2 separate regions of the Rattus norvegicus genome follow, and region 2 is linked to region 1. Evidence: chromatin contacts called from public Hi-C data. All regions are on one chromosome and are shown on one strand. The core of a region is the stretch at or near the end of the contact, and the rest is flanking DNA. Distances in the headings are between cores, read along the strand shown. Region 1 overlaps LOC120100839 (a long non-coding RNA gene). Region 2 holds the start of Shox2 (SHOX homeobox 2).

Region 1 (4,332 bases), core at 1,644-4,143:
CACTGATGCTTGACAGGTCAGGGAGAAAGAGGAAACCAATCAGAAAATATCACCAACCTTGAGGTAGGAGCTGGCTGAGTGGGAACCGTTAAGGAGCTGGAGAGAAGGGCAGCAGTACACATGGCTCAGGCTGAGCAGAGAGAAGCTAGTGGCCAGAGCTGACAGCAGAGGAAGCCAGAGGCCAGAGCCGACACACAGAGTCCTGGAGGCCCGAGATCAATGATTAGAAACAGCAAACTGGTTTTGTTTTATTTCATAGCATTTACTATAATGGATCAATTTTCACAGACACTTGAACTGCCTTTTACTAAAATGGGGAATCTAAAGAAACTTACTCCTTACAAGTGATTAAACTACGGACTGTGGGTGCAGGGAGAGTGGCTTCCAAGTGCTGGTTAAGTGTAGTGACATTTTCCATCAGATTAGTGTTTTAGGAAAGCGGCACTTGAAGTCTAACATGGGGAGGCTTCGTGAGAATGAGCTGTGCTACAGTCAATTGTTTGTGTCTCGGGCAGGTTTCCACCTGAAGGGCTGGCGAGGAGGACCCGTGAGGCTCACAGCCCACAGTCACAAGCCATTTGCCTGCCTTGCCCAAGAATGTCTCTCCCCAGCTTGAGAGTCTTAGTTTCGACATTCTTAAACCCTTGAATTATTATTGGTGGCGGCACATTTAAGGGAGTTAAAAGGTAAACTTCCCACAATCGTCCTGCTTTTCTTTTGTTTGCCCGTTGGCGCTTTGTCAGCGCTTGAGTGGAAGCTCTCGCTGCTTGAGAATATGCTCTTGTTTTCTCCTAGAGTATGGCCCCTGAACCCTTTCTGAGGCCCCCAAGCCCTTTCTGAGGCCACTGACTGTCTTCTCATTTCTGTCTTTACCTACCACAAGTGCGTTGACCCACAAACCAGCCTTCTCCCTCAGCATCTATATACTCTCCAGACACATGCGTGCTTTTGTTTCCTGGTTTCCGTCTCTGGAACCTACACAAAGGCTTAGCCACAGTTTCCCAGTCCCACAACTTTCATGGGTTTTCTTGTGTGGCTGGTAAATGCATGTATATAAAAGACTTTATTTTTTTTTTTAAACAGAAAGCCGAATGTCCTTCATTGATTTGAAGTGCACACTCTGGTAAGATAATAGGCATTTTAGTAAACACTGCTCTAAAAACACTTTCCTCACACCATTTTCGTTTGCCCCTCATAGTACTTCTGATCTATACCAACGGACATCTGATAAGACACCATTATTATTTTGCAGGCAGGATCACCAAAGCTTAGAGCAACAACGGAGCACCTTCTATTCACAGAGTTACTGTCAGAGTCGAGTTTTGTACCCAGACAGGCTGAGCTCAAACGTCTTCCTTCTCCGCTCTGCTGTGCCTCTTAAAAGTCATTCAGTGGGTCAAGTTTTCCAGACCCGAGACCATCAGCTTGACTGGTCCAAGTTCCGCTTCCCATCTGCCTATGTTCCCATCCTTTTTTCCGTAAAGTGCCTCCTTCAGCCAAGAGGCTCTTTACAATGAGGCACAGGATTTGATTATTGGCTTCTTTCAGCCTTGCCCACCTTCAATTTCAGGGATCCCGATCACAACGCAGTTCTACCAACCTTACATGTTCCACAAGGGGGCACTGTCTGACCATAAAGCTGTGGTGTTTTTGCCTGTAGGCTAAAATACAACCAGAGTCCCCCTAATGTTTTCATTCTGTTATAAGAAATGACCTTATTCAAGCTACGTGCCTCATTGTTATTTCACGGAGAGGAAACAAAAGTAAAAAAAAAAAAAAAGGAAACCATATAATGTTTGTGAACTGCTTTACCATAATTCATTCACGAGGTTTCTGTTAGGCTGTATGGAATCCATTAAGCAGGATATTGAAGCTTATGAATGGAAACCTAGTAATTCCTCTTTAATAACATGAGTATCTTTATTTCTTAAACTTTATTAGGCACTTACTCAAAACATTACTGAAAAACGCTTGTTAATAATATGAATGATGATTTTGATTCCGTTTGCATTATTACTGTGTCTAAAGGCCCCAAACACCAAGTCTGGATTATTCACGGAGGCTGGGAAAATGGCTGGCATTTGAAAGTAAATCTTTGTGCCGGAGCTTAAGTCCATCTTGACACTTCTCACCAACGCTTGTGTGGAAGGTAGAGGCGCCCACCACAGTGATCTTTTTGTGCAGCAGACGCTCACACGTGAGCCTTCAAGAGGTAGTCACCTCTGAGGGTCACGAGTGACTGTGCTTGGCTTTCTATGGGAATAAATGGAAGGAAACAACAAACATGAAGGTAAATTTACAGCTCAGTCTATCTTGTCTTCCTACTGGTTAGACTTCTGAAGATGGGATTAGTGTGTCCTAGTCTACCTCTGTACTGCCGATGAAAAAATCCAGAAAGATTTTTGATTAACATTTGGAAATACACCCAAGAAATCTACTAAAGCTCTTGGGATTTCACAGCAGAGTGATTTAGTATATGAGAATTGATCAGGACTCAGGAAGATCCCCTTACTTGAAAATTTAAAGAGAACCTTCATCCTGCATGGGATGGAGGCCGGTGGCAAAAAGGCTCAGTCAGGTCTGAGGAGGCTCATCTTGCTGGTCAACCTCTGTGCAGCAGAGAGCTATGTATTCCTGCCAGAAAAGGGCTCTGTGTAAACAAACCAGAAATCTAGCTGGAAGTTAAATTAAAAAAATATTGAAGTTATTTTGATAAAAACCTAATTCAATTGCTCTCATTTAAAGTGACTTGGTATGTCTAGAGACACAGGTGACTTTGAAGGCCATCTCTAGTGAAGACTCTCATGATTACATCTTCTCGGACCTCTCCTCTGACACATGGCCTCTGACTCATCTAAATTCCTCCTTGAAAATCCCATGGAGGAGGTGACTCAGCCATACCAAAGCAAGTAAGTCCACAGTGGAACAAACTGAGGCTCACCGCAGCTCTGAGAAAGCCCATCCTCCAGGCTCACTGTTTGCCTGAATCAGGAGTGGTCCTGATATGTACTCAATCACTAGGACCAGGGACCTCAGAGTCATCTCAGCACCCAACACCGGCTCTTCCAAAGCTTGAATGCATTGGTCCCCCTGACTCCATATCTAAAAGCACATCTTTTTTTATTTTCTTCCGTCTCATGTTTCAATTTATTTGCAGGTCTCTGCCTCTGGCCTGACTCCTGTAGCAGCCTGTAATTGAGTCCTGTTTCCTTCCCTAACAATGCAGCTCTATACAGAAACAGTTACTATCAAAATATAGATTTGATTGTAGAGCCTTCTGTTTAAAACCCTTTCATAGCTCACTGTACACAGCCTAAAATCCAAATCTGAACCCATGATCATGGTCCACAGAGGCCTATAAATTCTGTCTTGTCTTTTGGCTGGTATGACCTTACGTGTTACCACACTACTAGATTAGTGAGTTGCAAAATTTTTTTTTAATCTTTATTAACTTGAATATTTCTTATTTACATTTCGACTGTTATTCCCCTTCCCAGTTTCCGGGCCAACATCCGCCTAACCCCTCCCCATCCTCTTCTATATGGGTGTTCCCCTCCCCATCCTCCCCCCATTACCGCCTTCCCCCCCACCCGAGTTGCAAAATTCTTACCTAGCATGACTTGTGATGTTTCTCCAAGACATCTCTGATCCCCTATCTAGAGGCTCAGTGCTTACATCCTAATTCCCCACTTACCCCTTCCTGACATCTTCTCAGCCTATTATTTATTAACTTATTTTCTATTTATTTTCTTTCTCTTCAACAATGCAACCCTCAAACCTAGCTCAGTAAAACTCACTATGCATAGCAGGTATACAAAAAGCATGACTACTTGAATAATAGAACTTGTCTACAACTCTCAATGTCTTAGCTAGAGTTTTACTGCTGTGTACAGACACCATGACATGACCAAGGCAACTTTTATAAGGACATCATTTAATTGGATTGGCTTAGGGGTTCAGAGGTCTATCATCCTCAAGGCAGAAGCATGGTAGCATCCAGGCAGGCATGGTGCAGGAGGAGCTCAGAATTCTACATCTTCATTCGAAGGCTGTTAGTGGAAAACTAACTTCTAGGCAGCTAGGGTGAGGGTCTTAGGCTCATGCCTACAGTGACACACCTACTCCGAGGCCACATCTCCTAAGAGTATCACTCCCTGGGCTAAGCCTATACAAACCATCACACTCAATTCTTTCAAAATAAAAAACAAAAGAAGTTCCTATTTTTCCTCTACTACTTCGAAATACCAAATGTGTAGTGCTTATATGGTGATTATCTGGAGACCTCTTATGTTTCCTGTGGACATCAGAACCCACTGAGACACACTTGCTCTC
Region 2 (3,800 bases), core at 177-2,676, 660 kb after region 1:
TTGTGATTCTACGCATGCCACATATTTTCTTAATTGGAAAAATATGGCAGCACACCAGTTACTGCAGTCCTGAGTGCCAAATTAATTTTTAACTTTGAGTTGATGGACGCTTCACCGGTTAGATAAAGCCATTTTCTAACACTGCTGGCTCCAAAGACAACCTCGCCAACTCTCTCTCTCTCTCTCTCTCTCTCTCTCTCTCTCTCTCTCTCTCTCTCTCTCTCTCTCTCTCTCTTATAAAGTACTGCACGATTCTAGACAGTAAAGAAATTGTGTATATAGCGTCATCGTCGTCGACCCCCCACCCCCACCGTACACTCCTCAATGTCTCCACGGAGAGGGAATCACCTTGGCCTGGACCTTTGGCTGGCTTCCACCTTAACTGTTCAATAAGAATGTGAAGTTTGGTCCCCAAGATCCGGAGATTTAGGGGCTTTGCAGAGTTACAGTGGTTTTGAAGGCAGCTCTAAAGAAGGGGCAACATAGTGTGGCTCTTCTCTTTCTCCCCCCTCCTTTCCCCTTCTCTCCTTTAGGCCTAGCAAAGGGGTTCTGGCAAACTCAGGGCTACAGGCTCCTTACAACCGGCCTCCTACTGAGCCCCTGCCGCACCCCTTCTCGCAGCGGGCCACACAAACTTCGTCGTCCCGCAGAGCGGCCCCATCCTCCCGCTCGCGAAAAAAGCATTTCGGTGCAACCGGAGCGGCAGAGAAGGGTGCGCGCAACCCCACGCCCTCCCCCACGCGAGGACCCCACCCACGGCCGTACAGTCCGGCCTCCTACCCCTCTACTAGCCCTGTATCTCCCAAAGCTGGGGTCCAGGGCCCTCTGCGATGCCGCCCTCCTCCCGCTCGGGTCCCGGGTCCTCTCCCGCCCCGAGGACAGGGGAAGGCGGGAAGGGGAACCGCGGCCGGGGGCAGGCCGTTACCCTCCGTCAGCCGCGGGCTGCCGGGCTCCCTGCTCCGCTCCGCGGCTCCCATGTCCAGCTCCCGGACGGGAGAGCGCCCTCCTCCAGCTCCTCCGCCTGCTCCTCCTCCTCCAGCACCTCCTCCGCCTCCTCCGCCTCCGCCTCCGCCTCCTCCCGCGCCGCCGCCTCCGCCGGCCGCCCGGACTGCCGGGCTGCTGCGGTCGTCGCGGCCCGGCTCGACGCAGCCGGGCTCTTTGGCCCCGCGCAGCGGCCCGCTCTCCAGCACCTCCCGGTACGTGATGGCCTCCTTCTTCTCCTTCACTTTCTGGTCAAAAGACTTGGAGACGAACGCCGTAAGTTCTTCCATCGCGGCCGCTGCCGCTGCCGGTCAGCCTCGCGCTCAAGCTCTCCCTGCCGAGCCCCGCTCTTTTTTTCCTCCTTCTTTTTTTACTGCTCCAGCCCCCCCAATAATAACACATCAATGGGGCAGGGGGATGGGGGAGGAGAGGGAGGAGGAGGAAGAAGAAAAAGAGGAGAAGAAAGAAGAGGAGAAGTAGAAGGAGAAAAAGAAGTAAGAGGTGGAGGAGGAGGAGGAGGAGGAGGAGGAGGAGGAGGAGGAGGAGGAGGAGGAGGAGGAGGGGGAGGGGGTAAAGGGGGAGAGGGGGGGAGGAGGGAAGGGGCGGGGGCCGCCAGAGGGAAATGAGAACTGATGCTTCCCTGCCGGAGTGCGCGTGTTCAATGTTAAGATCTTTGACAATTCTTCCTGCGGAGAGTTCAGATCTGATAGCGACGCAGCTCTTGAAGTCTCACTATTTATACTTCCTAAAGGCGGGCCTCTTGTTCTGAGTAAATTACCTCCCCTCGCAACTCCTAGTGAACCCCTTCACGGGTAGCAGGAGCGCCACTACCTGGGGTGGGGAGGAGAGGGAGTGAGAGAGAGAGAGAGAGGAGAGAGAGAGAGAGAGAGAGAGAGAGAGAGAGAGAGAGAGAGAAGAGAAGAGAAGAGAAGAGGAGAAGAGAAGAGAATGAATATGAATATGAATGTGAATATTGAGGATGGAGGATCCAGGCTGGAGTCCACCCGGCAGGAGAGGGAGGGCAAGCAGGGGACCAGAGGGGGCGGGGAGAGGAGGCAGGTCCTCAGCGGTCGGGTTTTCTGATAGCCTCGGCCGCCGGTGCTCTTGGCCATTAATCCAGGATTGACAAGAATCCCTAATTAATTTAATTAAGCGTGGATTTTGCGTTGGTGTCACGACTTAGTAAAACACTGGGGAGCTGGATAGACTTCTCGGAGGCGGGGCCAAGAGGAAACTGACAAGTGCATTGCAATCAGAGTCAGTGGGTATCCTCAGAGAGTACCCGACCCTACAGCCTCGCTCTGGGTGAGCACCCTAACTGCTCGACCCTACATTGATGACCCCGGGCCTCTGGCTCAGCATCGGGCTTTCTACGGTTAATAGGCCTCGTAACCACTCCAGTATTCCGTTCCTGCACCCCTTCCTGCTCCAGGCCGCTGCAGCTGCACAGCCTGCTGCGAGTGGGGCTTCTCTGCAGCTCCTCGGACCGCTTCACCTCCTTTTAGGATCTTTCCGACGCGCAGCCAGCCTCACCGAGTGCTAGTCCCTGTAATTCACCCTACTACTCACTCCTAGGAGTCAAAGCTGACTCCCATAAAGACACATCCCGCTAGAAGGGGTTGGTCGATTTAACTTGTTTCCTGAGCAGCTGTCCCCTGCCAGATTCAGTCTTAAGGTGTTTTCTTACAGCCGGTCCGGCGCAGCTCCATTTCGGTTTTTCTCTGTAAGGTCTAAGGATTCTTTCCCTCTTTCCCAACAACTCCCTTCACCCTGTCCTCAATTATTTAGCATCCTGGGGAGCATTCTAGTTCGCTTTTCCAATTCTGAAAAACAAAAGATGATCACTTTTTGAGTTCTGCGAAAAAAATTACCGACGTTGGTTGTCGCTCGCCTAATTTTTGTTTACCGTGGACTGTGAAAAAAAAAAAAACGACTCGCTCTTCGGAGGGGGAAACAACTCTCTTTCTCTCTGATTTATAACTTAAAAATTGTATTTTTGACTTATTTTATAAAACCTGTTTGTTCTATGGGGTGGGGGACATGTTTGTCTCCTCCAAGCCAGGGCTTGCTGTGAGATTTGTAGCTATGCAAATCCTTGTTTATGCGCACAAAAGAATGTTTACATATGAAACGTTACATTTACTTGAATACATAAATAAATATCCCTCTTGAAGTGCGAGTTTGAGGGACATTTTCAGTATACTGAATATTAATGAGTTCTGTTTGATGTTAAAAGGTAATGTTTTCATTCTTTTGGATCCAGTACTCAGTAAAAATGAAAGCAGTTACAGACCATTAATATGTATATCGTCTACTTATTGATTAGAAAAACAAAGCACACTTAGCAAATAATTCCAGAAGTTCTATCAAAACAACCTGGAACATTGGTTAAGAGAGCACAAAATTGTGGCACATAATGGTTTCTCGACTAAGTGTAATTTAAGACCTTCTCTAACTTCATGTAATACCAAATACTCCTCAGATTGTGTTGCACATTTAAAGGACATGAAAATAAAGCTTATTAAAAATGTTGCTTTACTTTTTCTTGGCTGTTATCTTCCCTTCTGAAAACATTTTCCCCCCTGCTTTTAGGACAAAAGCGTACCTTTACACGATTAACAGAGATGGCACTCAACGGCATTTAGGTATTGTCCAAGTACAGGAACTCTTGCTTTCGTTATTTCACAGGACTCAGAAACTTAACACTTTCTAATTTCTATGATTTTGGGAACAGTGTCACATTGTCTGCTATCTGTAACACTGTAATTCTGGGAGAATAATCACGAAATTTTACTCTTTTGTGAAAGTGTTTTTAAAAG

Evidence for each region. Hi-C and Micro-C count contacts between places; a contact is called where the count stands out from the background.
Region 2: a contact with region 1 is called in a Hi-C map of the A7r5 cell line, with 6 times the contacts expected there. The contact joins the promoter of Shox2 here to the enhancer-like site in region 1. A contact is called at or near these places in 3 of 12 Hi-C or Micro-C datasets (the A7r5 cell line, the Rat2 cell line and psoas muscle).

Annotation. Positions count from the first base shown.
Region 1 is chr2:152,878,983-152,883,314 of GRCr8, forward strand. All of the region lies in intron 1 of LOC120100839 (a long non-coding RNA gene), which reads left to right. Among named protein-coding and RNA genes, the nearest start is that of Veph1, 34 kb to the left of the region's middle. Within about 2 kb of position 2,894, at least 6 of the 93 cell types and tissues checked have an H3K27ac peak or open chromatin away from gene starts, as enhancers often do.
Region 2 is chr2:153,535,735-153,539,534 of GRCr8, forward strand. Shox2 (SHOX homeobox 2) reads right to left here and starts at 1,427. Exons shown (of 5, transcript NM_013028.2): 1 at 926-1,427. The coding sequence starts at 1,271. Rsrc1 (arginine and serine rich coiled-coil 1) reads left to right here and starts at 1,105. Exons shown (of 10, transcript NM_001014172.2): 1 at 1,105-1,257.